Regions from separate parts of the Zea mays genome. Here all the other regions are linked to region 3. Evidence: chromatin contacts called from public Hi-C data. All regions are on one chromosome and are shown on one strand. The core of a region is the stretch at or near the end of the contact, and the rest is flanking DNA. Distances in the headings are between cores, read along the strand shown. Region 1 holds the start of LOC100284538 (SHI). Region 2 holds the start of LOC109945631. Region 3 has its middle 36 kb from the start of LOC541758.

The links. Hi-C and Micro-C count contacts between places; a contact is called where the count stands out from the background.
Region 1: a contact with region 3 is called in a Hi-C map of leaf, with 6 times the contacts expected there. The contact joins the promoter of LOC100284538 here to the enhancer-like site in region 3. A contact is called at or near these places in 12 of 25 Hi-C or Micro-C datasets (bundle sheath, ear, endosperm and 4 more) and 1 of 3 datasets of contacts at active chromatin or transcription factors (leaf).
Region 2: a contact with region 3 is called in a Hi-C map of an unstated tissue, with 3 times the contacts expected there. The contact joins the promoter of LOC109945631 here to the enhancer-like site in region 3. A contact is called at or near these places in 2 of 25 Hi-C or Micro-C datasets (leaf and an unstated tissue).

What each region holds. Positions count from the first base shown.
Region 1 is chr4:223,000,855-223,005,196 of Zm-B73-REFERENCE-NAM-5.0, forward strand. LOC100284538 (SHI) reads right to left here and starts at 1,749. Exons shown (of 2, transcript NM_001370656.1): 1 at 951-1,749; 2 at 83-819. The coding sequence starts at 1,476. The coding sequence ends at 455.
Region 2 is chr4:222,931,523-222,935,858 of Zm-B73-REFERENCE-NAM-5.0, forward strand. It overlaps LOC109945631, which reads left to right and starts at 2,834. Exons shown (of 2, transcript XM_020551945.2): 1 at 2,834-3,330. The coding sequence starts at 3,036.
Region 3 is chr4:223,166,045-223,169,928 of Zm-B73-REFERENCE-NAM-5.0, forward strand. No RefSeq gene overlaps it. Among protein-coding and RNA genes, the nearest start is that of LOC541758, 36 kb to the right of the region's middle. Within about 2 kb of position 1,822, at least 17 of the 20 cell types and tissues checked have an H3K27ac peak or open chromatin away from gene starts, as enhancers often do. A contact at or near this core is called in bundle sheath, ear, endosperm and 2 more, where this site is marked.

The DNA.
Region 1 (4,342 bases), core at 499-2,998, 170 kb before region 3:
CACCACCAGGGGGACAGCATCATCACGACCATTGAACAAAGATGAAAGGATGAAGAAGCAATGACAAGAGCATCAATCAAGATTACCTAACTGTCAGGTTTTAAACTTTGAATCATGATGAACACAGTTTCCTAGCTAGCTACTCCAAGCTTTATATTTACTTCTAGCAACAACCTGATGGGCTAGCTACTGCGACAGTAAGAACTGATCCGAAAGAAACAGTGATGAATGGTGCTCATCAGTTTATGCATCGATCATTGAGAATGTAAGAGAGAAGAGGGATGGAGGACGGAGACAAATAAAAACTACTAGTAACAATTTGGTGACGATCGATAATCCCTCCAGTAAAGCAAATATTGAAGCAGTGGATGGAAAGATGCATGGCATGTCCAAAGAGAACGAAACCCATCAGCTAGGCTAGCTAGCCGTGTCAATCATGGTGGCCGTTTGATCATCACCTCGGATGGCCGTGGAAGAAATGAGCGGCGCCGTACGGGCCGGGCGTCGGGTACGGGTCCATGACCACAGCCGATGACGAGACGGGCCCCACGACGCTGCCTTCGCCCGCCGCGGCCGTGCTAGGGGAGGACCCCTCGGTGGCGTGGCGGAAGCCGCCGCCCGCAGCGACCGTCGACGGCTCCGGGCCGACGTCGTGCAGGATGCCCTTGAAGACGTGGCCGGCGATGCTGACGCTGGTCTGGTACGCCACCTCGGCGTCGGGCTCGTCGACCGGGCCCAGGCGGACGCAGCGGAACAGCGCCTCCGAGCTCACTTCCCGCGGGAACCGCTCCGCCACCACCGCCATCTGCTGCTGCTCACCTGATCAATCAAGCACGTGGTGTCCATCGATTAGCAAGCTGCTGCTAGTTAGCTAAAAGACGACGAATTGCTTGCCCATTGCTACTGAAGACGTGCAAGTGCAGTTTATAGCTTCTCTATAAAATACGCACCCGAGGAAGTGGTTGTGGCGGTGGTAGAGGAGGGCTGGGCACCGGTAGCGGCGTCACGGTGGCGCTTGGAGGGCTCGGCGGCGCCGGTGGCCTGCTGCTGCTGGCGCTCCCGGCGCTTGGCGGCGGGCACCCAGGTGGACTTGACATGGGTGGGGCAGTCGAAGCCCCGGCTCTTGCAGCAGGTGCGGCAGCGCATGTGGACGCAGTCCTTCTTGGCCTGGTTGCCGCAGTCCTGGCAGCTGATGGTGCCCGCGCCGGCGCCGCTGGCGGAGCCCCTGCCGCCGCGCGAGGAGCCCGCGGCGGGGTCATCGGCGAAGCGGATTATGTTGGGGGCGTAGAAGTGGTGGTGGTGCTCCTGCGCCGGGTGAGGCGGCCATAGCTGGAAGCCGCCGCGCGGCGCGGCGGCGGCCGTGTAGAGGTAGGCGGCGGCCGCGGAGTCGGAGCCGGAGCCGGAGGAAGGGTTCACGTGAGGGTGGTGGTGGTCGCCGCGGCCGTGGCCTCCTCCGCCTAGAGGGAAGCCCGCCATGCGGCCAGATCCATAGGCGGCCGCCCACGCGGGCAGCGGCGGATCGCGCGCCGGGTCGCCCTGCCGTGCTCGGCTACCTGCTAGCTGCTCCCCGCCGCCCGCAGCATGTCCGCGCCGCGTGGCGGTGCGCGCGAATTTTGAGCGGTCTCGCGCGGCCCGGCCGGGCGGCGGCAGCGAGAGGTGCAGCTAGCGGGTATAGCTAGCTGTATCGACCGATCTAAGGTGGCTAGCTAGTGGGCGCGTGCAGGCGTAGTGGGGGTTCCCTAGAATTTTGGCGTGTCTGCGAGTGAGGGGGAGTAGAGAGGAGAGGAGAGGAGAGGAGAGGGAGGGGAAGGATGGAGCGGAAAGGAAGGTAGTAGGAGCTCAAGTGAGGGGAGCTTGCTTTAATTTTGTGTGGTGAGGTACTGAGGTGAGTGATGAAGAGGCCGGGGAGAAAGCGACAGCGGCGGAAGGCCTGCCACGCCGCCAACGATCCTGCACTGCACGCTCCCAAAACACCCCATTTATATAAATATAAAAAATATACTCATTCTCTCTCCTGCTCTCAGCCTCTCTCGTCTGTCAGTAGAACTACGCGTATAAGTACTTTATTATATACACCGTCGTAGTAGTAAGTCTCGTATTTCCTCGTGGGTGACGTCAACTGTAGCTCCCGTGGCGACAGTCTGATATTATGCATGGCCTGGTTTAGAACCTGCCTAGAATTAATAGTTAGCAGCTAAAAAAATATTAGTTAGATTAAGAGATGTTTGAAGACACTAGAATTAGTAGTTAGTCGTTAAAATTAGTTGAGACATCCAAACAACCTAGCAAATAATTCAAATATTAGTTATTTTTAGGCCCTGTTTCAATCTCATGAGATAAAAATTAGCACATATTATCTAAACAAGAGAGCTAACGGTGGTATGATAAAATTTAGCACATTTTATCTCATAAGCTGCCAAAGAGATGCTCTAGTGCTGGAATGTCCTTTTAGTGATCTAGATCTATCTGTCGTGTTATCTTCGTAGCTACTCGTTTATCTTTAGCCGTTGTAAATAAGCTTGCTTAAAAACTGTGGTTTCTTCTGGATTGATGTTAGTGGAATATGATCCTTGCTTATCTAGTATGATAGTATGTAGGGATTAGTTTCACTAGGTGCTCTTTTGTTGATGAGTTGTTACTCATTGTTTCGGTTTGTAATGACTCTTATCCTATTTCTTAATGAAATAGGGGGCTCTTCCCCTTCATCAAAAAAAGCTGCCAAAGAGATGCTAAAAGGAGCTAAACGTGGGTCAGAGAACCCCATTTTCCACCCTACCCTCCAACCTCATTCTCTCTCTCCGCATTAGGGGCATGGGTGTCTTTTATCTCAATGTGCTAAACTTTATTAGAGTAGTCCAACACCCTAAGGAACTAAACTTTAGCACTTCAATTCATATGACTAAAGTTTATCGCGTGAGATTGAAATAGAGCCTCAGTAAATTAGTTAATAGTTAGATAGTTATTTGTTAGCTAATTAATTCCACTAATAATTTTTAGCCATCTAATTATTAATTTTAGTGCAATTTAAATACCCCTAAGCCAGCTAATGAAATGATTGTTAGCCATGTGTTGTAGCTAACAATTAGATCAACATTAGTTAGTGGCTAGTTATTAGCTTTAGAGAGGTTCCAAACAGGACTTATAAGACAGATATAGATGTTTTTTTTGTGTAGCGCAAACCACTCGAGACCCTCTCGACGAACGAAACATTTGATATGCAGATACGAGAATGGTGGGCGACTATACACATCGTGAACGCGTGATGATTGGCCGCCGCGATGTTCATTCCGGCTGGCCTTTTCAGAGGAATTCCTAACGGTCTGGGCATTATTAAACCCCCTGCCCCTGACGCAGCCAACGCGATGGGTGAGTGCTCTCTCTGCCTCTGACGACCCAACGCCGCCCGCCGCCGCACCGTGCGCAATGGTCTGCGGCTGTGTTTTTATTTATCTCCACGCGGCGCCAGGCAGATTTTACGCTCCGTTTTTTTGGTGGGCAGGGCGAGTTGGGTTTAAAGAAATGGGCGGGACCGAGAGCGGGACAGCAGGCGATCTAGCGGGGATCTGCGTGACGTCGTACTTGACAGGCCCTTGATTCCCGACTCCCCTGCTTGCCTGCCTACCTGCACACCCAAAGCAGGAAGTCGTGCGTCCCGGTTTGTAGGGCGCGCACGCTACTAGGTCATCAACTAACAAAGATAGAGAGACTTAATTATTGTATTATTAGTACATATAAATATATTCGATCATCATCTGTTTGCCGTGACAGATTTTGGTTCAGTTCATCCTCCAAATTAAAGGAGAGGTCTCGGCGCTGTAAATGCAATCGTTTATAGCTAGAGAGAGAAGATTAAAACTATTTTCTTTTGTGGACAGCATATACGGTGGTATTATAGATGCATGCATAGATATTTCTCTAGTAATGCGGCTTTAACATGTATAGGCATGTAGCATGTATCAACAAAATCATTTAGAGTGTGTGTTTGGTTTGAAGAATGAAGTGATTCATCTTCTTCTCATTCCTCACTTTTTTATTTGGTTTGTGGAATAGAATGGGTTGATCCATCACCACCCCATTTTTCATAAGGTAATAATTAGTATATACCTGAGGAGTGGTTTGATTCCACCAAAATTGATGGAATGAACGTATTACGTATAATGTATCACCTCGTGAAGCATAGAGTGACTCCACAAACCAAATAGACCATATTAGATCATGTTTGGAACTACAGAGCTAATAGTTAGCTAACTAACAAATTGTTATATGGTTTATAACAAATTGTTTTTGGAACCTCTACGACCAATTTTAGCACCGCTCTATCAAATTTCGCGGAATTCAAATA
Region 2 (4,336 bases), core at 1,584-4,083, 230 kb before region 3:
CTTGATATAAATCTATTTAACGATGCCAGCCTTCCAGCTAATCGTTGAGCCCCCTTCTTTGAATTGGCTGGCTCCATTCGAAGGATAGCTTCGATCTTATTTGGGTTAGCTTCGATTCCCTTCATTGATACCAGACAACCAAGGAACTTGCCCTTCTTTACTCCAAAAACACACTTTTCTGGATTTAATTTAAGACCAGCTTGCCTGAAATTGGCAAATGTCTCTTGCAAGTCAGCAATATGATTCTCTTGCTTCGTGCTTTTTACTATGATGTCATCAACATAAGTCAGCACATTCCTACCTATTTGAGAGTGAAGGACCTTGGCTGTCATTCTGCTGAAGCTTCCTCCAGCATTCTTGAGCCCCTCAGGCATCCAAAGGTAGCAATAAGTAGCACTGAGAGTTATGAAGCTAGTCTTTGGCTCATCTTCCTTCTTCATCCAAATTTGATGATAGCCTGAGTAGCAGTCCAATAAACTCATGAGCTTCGAAGAAGCTGTTGCATCTACAAGGGAGTCTATTCTTGGTAATGGGAACTCGTCCTTTGGACATGCTTTGTTGAGATCTGTGAAATCAATACACATTCTCCATTTGCCATTAGACTTCTTCACCATAACAGTGTTGGCTAGCCATTCTAGATATGTTACTTCTCTGATAACACCATCACTGAGAAGTCTCTTTACTTCGTTCCGAGCACCTTCAGCTTTATCCTCAGACATCTTCCGAAGTCTTTGCTTCCTTGGCCTGAAAGATGGATCCACATTAAGCGAATGTTCAATGACATCTCTGTTGACACCACAAAGATCATTGGATGTCCAAGCAAAGACATCTTTGTTGTTGAACAAAAATCTTAGCAGAGTCTTTTCTTGCTCATCAGATAGCTGAGATCCCAGCAGTACCCTTTGATCTGTTATATCTTCACATAGGAGCATAGGCTTCAGCTGATCTACCGAAGCAGCCCTCTCCCTTTTGTGCTTATATTGTTGACAAGCTTCAGCTCCATCGATGTTATGGATAGCCTTTGAATCTGTCCAACTCCCTTTAGCCCTTCTGGCAGCTTCTTAACTTCCATGGACAGCAATGAGCCCTTGTTCCGAAGGTATCTTCATGCATAAGTACGCTGGATGAAGTATGGCTTCGAAGGCATTAAGCATCCCTCGACCAATGATTGCATTGAATGGGTAATCCATGTCAACAATGTCAAAGATAACCTGCTCAGACCTTGTGTTGTGGACGTAACCGAAGGTAACTGACATTGTGATTTTGCCAAGTGCCACAATCTGTCTTCCTCCGAAGCCACAAAGAGAGTGTGTAGCATCATGAATCTTGTCCTCTAGTTCTTGCATCAGTCTGAAAGCCTTTGCAAATATAATGTTCGCTGCACTGCCTGTGTCAACCAGAACATTGTGGACCAGAAATCCCTTGATGACACAAAATATAACCATAGCATCGTTGTGAGGATAGTCTTTGAGATGAAGATCCTCCTGGGAGAAGGTGATTGGGATGTGGGACCACTTGGATCTAACGAAGGGTCCTTGCACCCCAACATGCTGCACTCTTCTCTGCGCTTCCTTCTTCTGCTTCTTGTTGACTGGCTCTGAACTTGAACCACACGTGATTGGGAGCACCAGCTTCGTGACCAAAAGTGCTACAGCTTGGTTACTGAATGAAGCCATCGTCTCAACAGTGGAAGTGAGTTCACCGGAGGTGGGTGTCAATGTTGGGGACTTGTTCTTGTTGGGGGCCTACTTCGTCGCCGAAGGTTCTCTAAGCAGAAACACTTCGAAAGATCGGCATATAAGAAAACATAGAGCGAAGGTACACGCCGAAGCTACGATCCAGGGAGCTTCGGCTTAGTGACATGCCTTGAGACGAAGGGCTGCACCGACTTAAAGAGAAAAAGACCGATCAGTCCATGATAGTTTGTATCATGATTGTAACTAGTCATCAAGGACATAAATGTAATTTTGACCGGGCTGCGTCCCGTGCCTATAAATAAGTGAACAGTACCACCGTACTGTTCACGCTGACTTGTATTCACTCGCGCATCCCGCTTGGATTTTCACCTCAAGCCGAAGGTATAAATGTAATTCAATATATTCATTCATGATATGATAAAAAAGAAATATAAAGGATGACATATGATTGTTCATAATGTTTCTCATGTTTCATATGTTTCTATTTCCATTATTATACATCGAGATGATGAAGGTACGTCCTTCATCACTACACGACGATTGATCTTTAGCGACCCTTATTTGGGACCGACGGTTGGTCGCTAAAAGTTATGAACCGACGGTTGGTCGCTAAAAGTTATGAACCGACGGTTGGTCGCTAAAAGTTATGAACCGACGGTTCGTAGGAAGTGGGACGGGCCAGTAATTCCGCAACTGGCCGTATATCATTTTTTATTTATTAAGCTTCAAAACCAAAGCGCAACAATCTTCATGTTCTTCGCTCAGGGTGCAGATGGTTCTCGAGGGCGTGGTTTACACGGCTGTGCCGTTCTACAAGAGGGTGCTGATGGTCGAAGGTATGTTTGTTCACATCCCTACGTCTGTTTACTGCAAGGAGCAGATGGTGACTAGGGGCCATCGGGCATAGTTCACATGATCGTTACCTGATCAGTTACAGTCTATCTATAGATAACAAGATGAGCATTTGAGACCAAGAGACCAACAATACCTTAGTCCAACATTTCCTGAACCTGCTTATCAATTTCGTCCTTTTTATTGGGGGTGTATACCTATATGGTCTTATCCTGGTTGTGCTCCCACCAATAGAGATATAGCACGATCAACTTTATGCTGAGGTGGAAGACCTTGTGGCTTGTCAAATAGATGCTAATATTTTTCTAACAATAGTTTGATACTTTTAGGAACTGCAACCTCAATATGGTCATCAATTATATGTAATTCCAATATATATTCGACAGCCTCTTGCTTGATTAAAGACTCCAACTGCAAGCTAGAAATACCAATACAGGTCTGAACCTTGGGCAGCACCGGTACCCCTGTAACTGAATCTTTCGATGGATGGTCATGTTCAAATTCCAACCACTTAGCAGCCCATGCGCTAAGTTCCATGCGCATTTGACGCTTCCTGCCTTAGACGCTGCTGAAGCTCCATGCGCTTCCTGCCTCTTCGTCAGCCTTGCTGGTTACACAGAAGACGCATTTGGCTTGTTGGTGCTGCTCCTCGTGCGAGAGAAGGAGCCAGTAGTGCCACCACTGTCCAGCAGCTTGAGGACTTCAAGGTCGGTGGCTAGTGCAGCCCCCGCCCAAAGCTTAGCTGACTTCTGCAAGGATTCCTCCTTTTCAGCTGCACATGGTCTCCTGAATATTCTACCTAACATGTTGTTTTTCTAAGGCTACTATGTGATCTTTTTGTTAGTCACAATCTATTAGTTAGAATCATAGAGATCCTTAGAAGCATAGCAAAATCACTTTCTGAGTCTTGGTCTTTCCTTTCAAGAGTGGACAATCAGACCATAGTTGATATGCATCAAGCACTACCAGTATCTTATATTGTTTGTGTAATGTGTATAATTTTTTTTTCATGGCTTCTTAAACTGTATGACCCTAGAAATCTAAACTTTTGGGGCTATTCAGGTGCATGTACATCTACTAACAGTCATTTAAAAACTTATAATATTTTAGTCAGATTAGATTACATATGCTTTTAGTGTCATCTATATTTCCGTTACCTGTATTTCTTGTATGTTTGTAATATATTTGGTCATACTGATAGATAAAGCTAAAATTTATTCTCCATCCATAGTGAAGTAGATAGCATTGATACAACCAATCAATCATACATTAATAATTGGACACTTGCAGAAATTACTAAAATAAATGGTAATATCCCCTAGGTAGCTAAGTTTACTTTCCTTCTTTATTTCAGAGAAACTTTGACCCATTTTTTCGAATAAAATTCATCTAAGATTTGTGCAGCCAACCATTAGGGTTTTGCTATGCAAATAAAATTCATCTAAGATTGGTGGCCACTGTAAAGGGCTCGAGTCTGGTACTAGCAAATGTGAAGGTTTTGTAGTTTCTTGAGGACTTCATTATATAGCATAGAGTCGTACCTTGTGTTTCAAAACTTTAAATAGTACTCTGGGTTACTTTATTGCTGTTAATTGGGAAAAAACTGAATCAGTCTAATTTTTCACTTTGATGTCGTCTTTAAATCCAGTTTTCATCGTCGCGTGTATGCGTAATAAAATGTCACTTCTGTACTTTGTGCTATTAGGGGAAAATCCATCACCAGCATGGGATAAGTTGGTATTTAACAAAATAAAAGCTAGACCCTGTGGACGAGTGAGACTTATGAG
Region 3 (3,884 bases), core at 572-3,071:
TCGTGGCAACAATGTGGTGGTGATACCAACTAGTCGTGGCCACCACATGGTTGGTATCACCCCAACAAACCGATCGACGCCGACGTCAAGAGTGCTCACATGCCAACTGGCGCTGGCACTTCGGTGACCGATACCCACTGGTCATTTAGCCACATGTGCGAGCGGTTTCGATCGCTATTGGAACTGGCCTAAAGGTCCGGATAACACTTGTGTAGGGGTGTAAACGGTACGGATATTATCCAAGCATCCGACCATCCTAAGAGGCTAATTATCTGGCTGGATAGTTTTTCGGATATCCATAGAATTTTCGGATTTCGGATTCAGATTCGGATAATACAGTTCGGATATCAGATACAGATATGAGATGACTGGTATCCATCGGATTTCGGATATCCGGATATCTTTCTCGGATACCTGTCCGGATTTCAGATTTCGGATATCCAGATATCTTACCAGATTTCAAATTTCGGATATTCAGATAGTTACATGTGGAATCGCCCTAAATATCTAAGTTTCAACATAATCAATACTTCACTTTATCATTTTCATATGGGGACTTGAGGTTATGTTCTTATATAATGTTTATTGGTCCTAGTAACATATTTGCAATTTTTGGTTGACAGTGGAATATTTTATGAATTTAATTGCATTTTGATAATTTTCTATAGAAATAATAATAATAATAATAATTTTCTGTGGAATGGTGTCTAACACGATATCAAACAAAAATATTCGTTATCGACGCTATCCGTGTCCGACTATTTCGGTATTCGACCCACGACTATCTGTATTTGTATTCGAGAAAATTCGTATTTGTATTCGTATTCGAAGCTATCTGTATTCGAATTTGAATTTGAATAAAAATATATAAACAAATGTGATTTCATTGATATCCGTCCTTATTCGATCCGAATACACCCCTACACTTGTGATCTCGAGGAAGACTGCAAGATGTCTATATTGAACTACCGCTGGAGTTTGATTTTGCTTTTCACACTTCAAAATTGCATCTCTTTGATCATTGACTAGCAGAGTCGAACAAAATTCGTCCATCGACTAAATTCAAATATGATTTTTTCTGTATATGTATTTTCCTAAAAGTAATATCTAAAACATTAGGATAGGACAAATCAAAATAAATTATGATCTCATGAAAGCATGTCTAAAAGCTTAACAAATTAGAACTAAGAAAATATGAAAGAATACAAGAAAACTATAAAACACTCTAATAATATGTCTAAACATATTTTAAAACTTTTTAAAACACAATTACGAGATCCGGCCGACATCGATGCATAACGTGAATGCATTCAACATTAAATTTATGATGTATCTCGTATTATTTTTGGTTGCAGAAATCCTTTTAAACACATTTGGAGACTAATTAGATTGTTTTGAGATATTGTTTTCATAAAATAGGATATATATTAGAAGATGGTAGAGATATTTTTATAAGCTTTAAATATTTTATTTCGATTTTCTGTGTCCCAATATATCTCTAGTTTTTTTTTAAAAAAATCCTAGAATGTTAGACACCTTTTTCATGGTTTGAAACCTTATCGAGCATTTACAGTACTTTTTGAAACTAAAAACAAGGATAAAACTGCCTAGAAAACCATCGGGGTAGAGGGATAATTTAAATAGTTTGGAGACTTGAGAAGGTAAGATGTTCGGTTCTAAAATTGGAGAAGAAAAATCACATCACGTCATAGTCCGGAGGTAGAAAGGACTTCTCGTTTGCAATAGGCAAGTATGATCACGGCCCAATCTACTCGTCCGATAGCAGCTGGAGTTCAGCCCGACATTGTGCGCGCGGCCTCTTTAAAGAACTTTCTGGGCCAGGCTCAAACTGTAACTGCGCGAGTCTACCACTCGCCGAAGGGAAGACTCGACAGCCCATTTCTCGTTCAAAGCCCGTCATTGTTTCGTTTTCTTTTATTTTTTTTCCTCTTCTCGTACTCTTTCAGAGCCCGACATTGTGCAGAGGCAGAGATATGGACAACAATTAATAACAAGAACAAGACGAAGCATGACTTTGCTGGGTAATGTAACAAAGGAATGTGATGGCGTTTAGATTCCTTCATTTTTAGAGAAATTGGAATTCACTTAATAAAATAACTTATTTAGCTTGAAATTTGACATTTCACCACTTTCCAAATTTCTGATATAAACTTATCTTAAATTCATGGAGTAGAGAATGAAAAATAATTTATGTATTATTAAAATTGGTTTCTACTCTATGACTTATAAGACAATGTTCGACTCACTCCTTAAATATTTTCGACACCTTACTAATAATAGTATATTGATATATTTACATAAAATTGAATTAGTTTAGTTGATATATATCTAAATTATTATTATTAGAATGTAATTCAATTTCAATGATCTAAATGTAAACGGGGCGTGAGGATATTTTCTTGATTCCAATTGACTACATCTACAGGCACAAAGATATCAGACAGCGATTAGCAGTATGTCGAATTGTATTGGTCGAGAATCTCGCCATTCCCATTCCCCCCTCCCCGCAAAGCTCATTCTCATTCCTGGTTGCCACTATCTTTCTCATTTCCCCCTCCCCGCAAATCTCAATCCCACGTGCATCCCACGCCTAGCTAAAATTAAATTAAAAAACACAAATGTGGCCCCAATGGGATTCGAACCTGCGACCTCTCAAGCAATGTGCTTGTAGCTACCACTACACCACATGTGTGTTTATGTCAATATCTGTTATCGTAAAAATATCTACTACATCTCTCCCAAAGCCTACCTGCTACATTTTGCACAATGTGTAGTAGTAGATAATTATCAACGAGATTCCTGAATTATATTTTTGGATGGAGGGAGTAGTATTTAAAAAAGAGCCTTGCATGCAATTTCTTTTTGTTTGAATAGTGTTTTCAACTTAAATTCTTTTTTATATGTGTGACATTTATTCTCCGTAATATTTTTCCATGGATTTGACTTGTGAGTCATTTTTATAAACCAACGCTAAAGATGAATCTATGTTTCTTACTTGGAAACCCCGAACAAACACCACTGGCAGCAGGCGCTCGCGTTGGCATCGCTCATCAACGACGAGAAGAAGCTTAGCGACTGCCCGTTTGACCTATGGAAGCAGTACTACGTGGCCACATGCATCGCTGTGTTCGGCAAGCTCCGCCGCAGCTGTAACACCTCAGGTGTTACTTAGGGTGTCCACCCAAGGCTACACCATTTAAACCTACTATCACATGTGGTTTAGTTTGAGCAAAGTACATCAAACTTATAATTCAAGGTCATAAGCAAGTGCAACCTATCTTGGATATCATACCCTAACTTTTCATGCATATCTAAAAGGGGAGAATTGCCCAAAACCCTTAAGCAAACCCCTTTGGACAATGGGAACCCTAGATGAAGGTATGACCAAAGGGGCATGAAAGCCTTATGATCATGGCTTGGGCCAAGTATAAAAGTTGTAGTACACTTAATAACCTACAAATAATAGTAAGAAAGTAACCCCAAAAAGATTTCAGAAAAGCCCCAAAAATTTCACCAAAGGTTTGAGCACAAAAGAAAAATCACAAAATGCCTAAGTCCAAAACTAACCTTTGGCCAAAGATCACACATGTTCACCCTCATTCAAACTTCAAAACACTTCGCCCCAATTGACAAAGCGGCGCCAAATTAACCCTAGAATGCCCTAGAAAAAGTTGACACCTACCCTAAGACGTTTGACACGACTTGGCACCATTTTTGTCTCGGTTTGGACATATCTGACATAGCCGACTTCCCACCCCCATATCTCTCTAACCCGACCACATCTACCCTTGGAACTCACATGAACTAGGTAGCTCTAGGTGCAGGAAAGAGATCTCTCACAGGCTCTAGGGCAAGATTCGTAC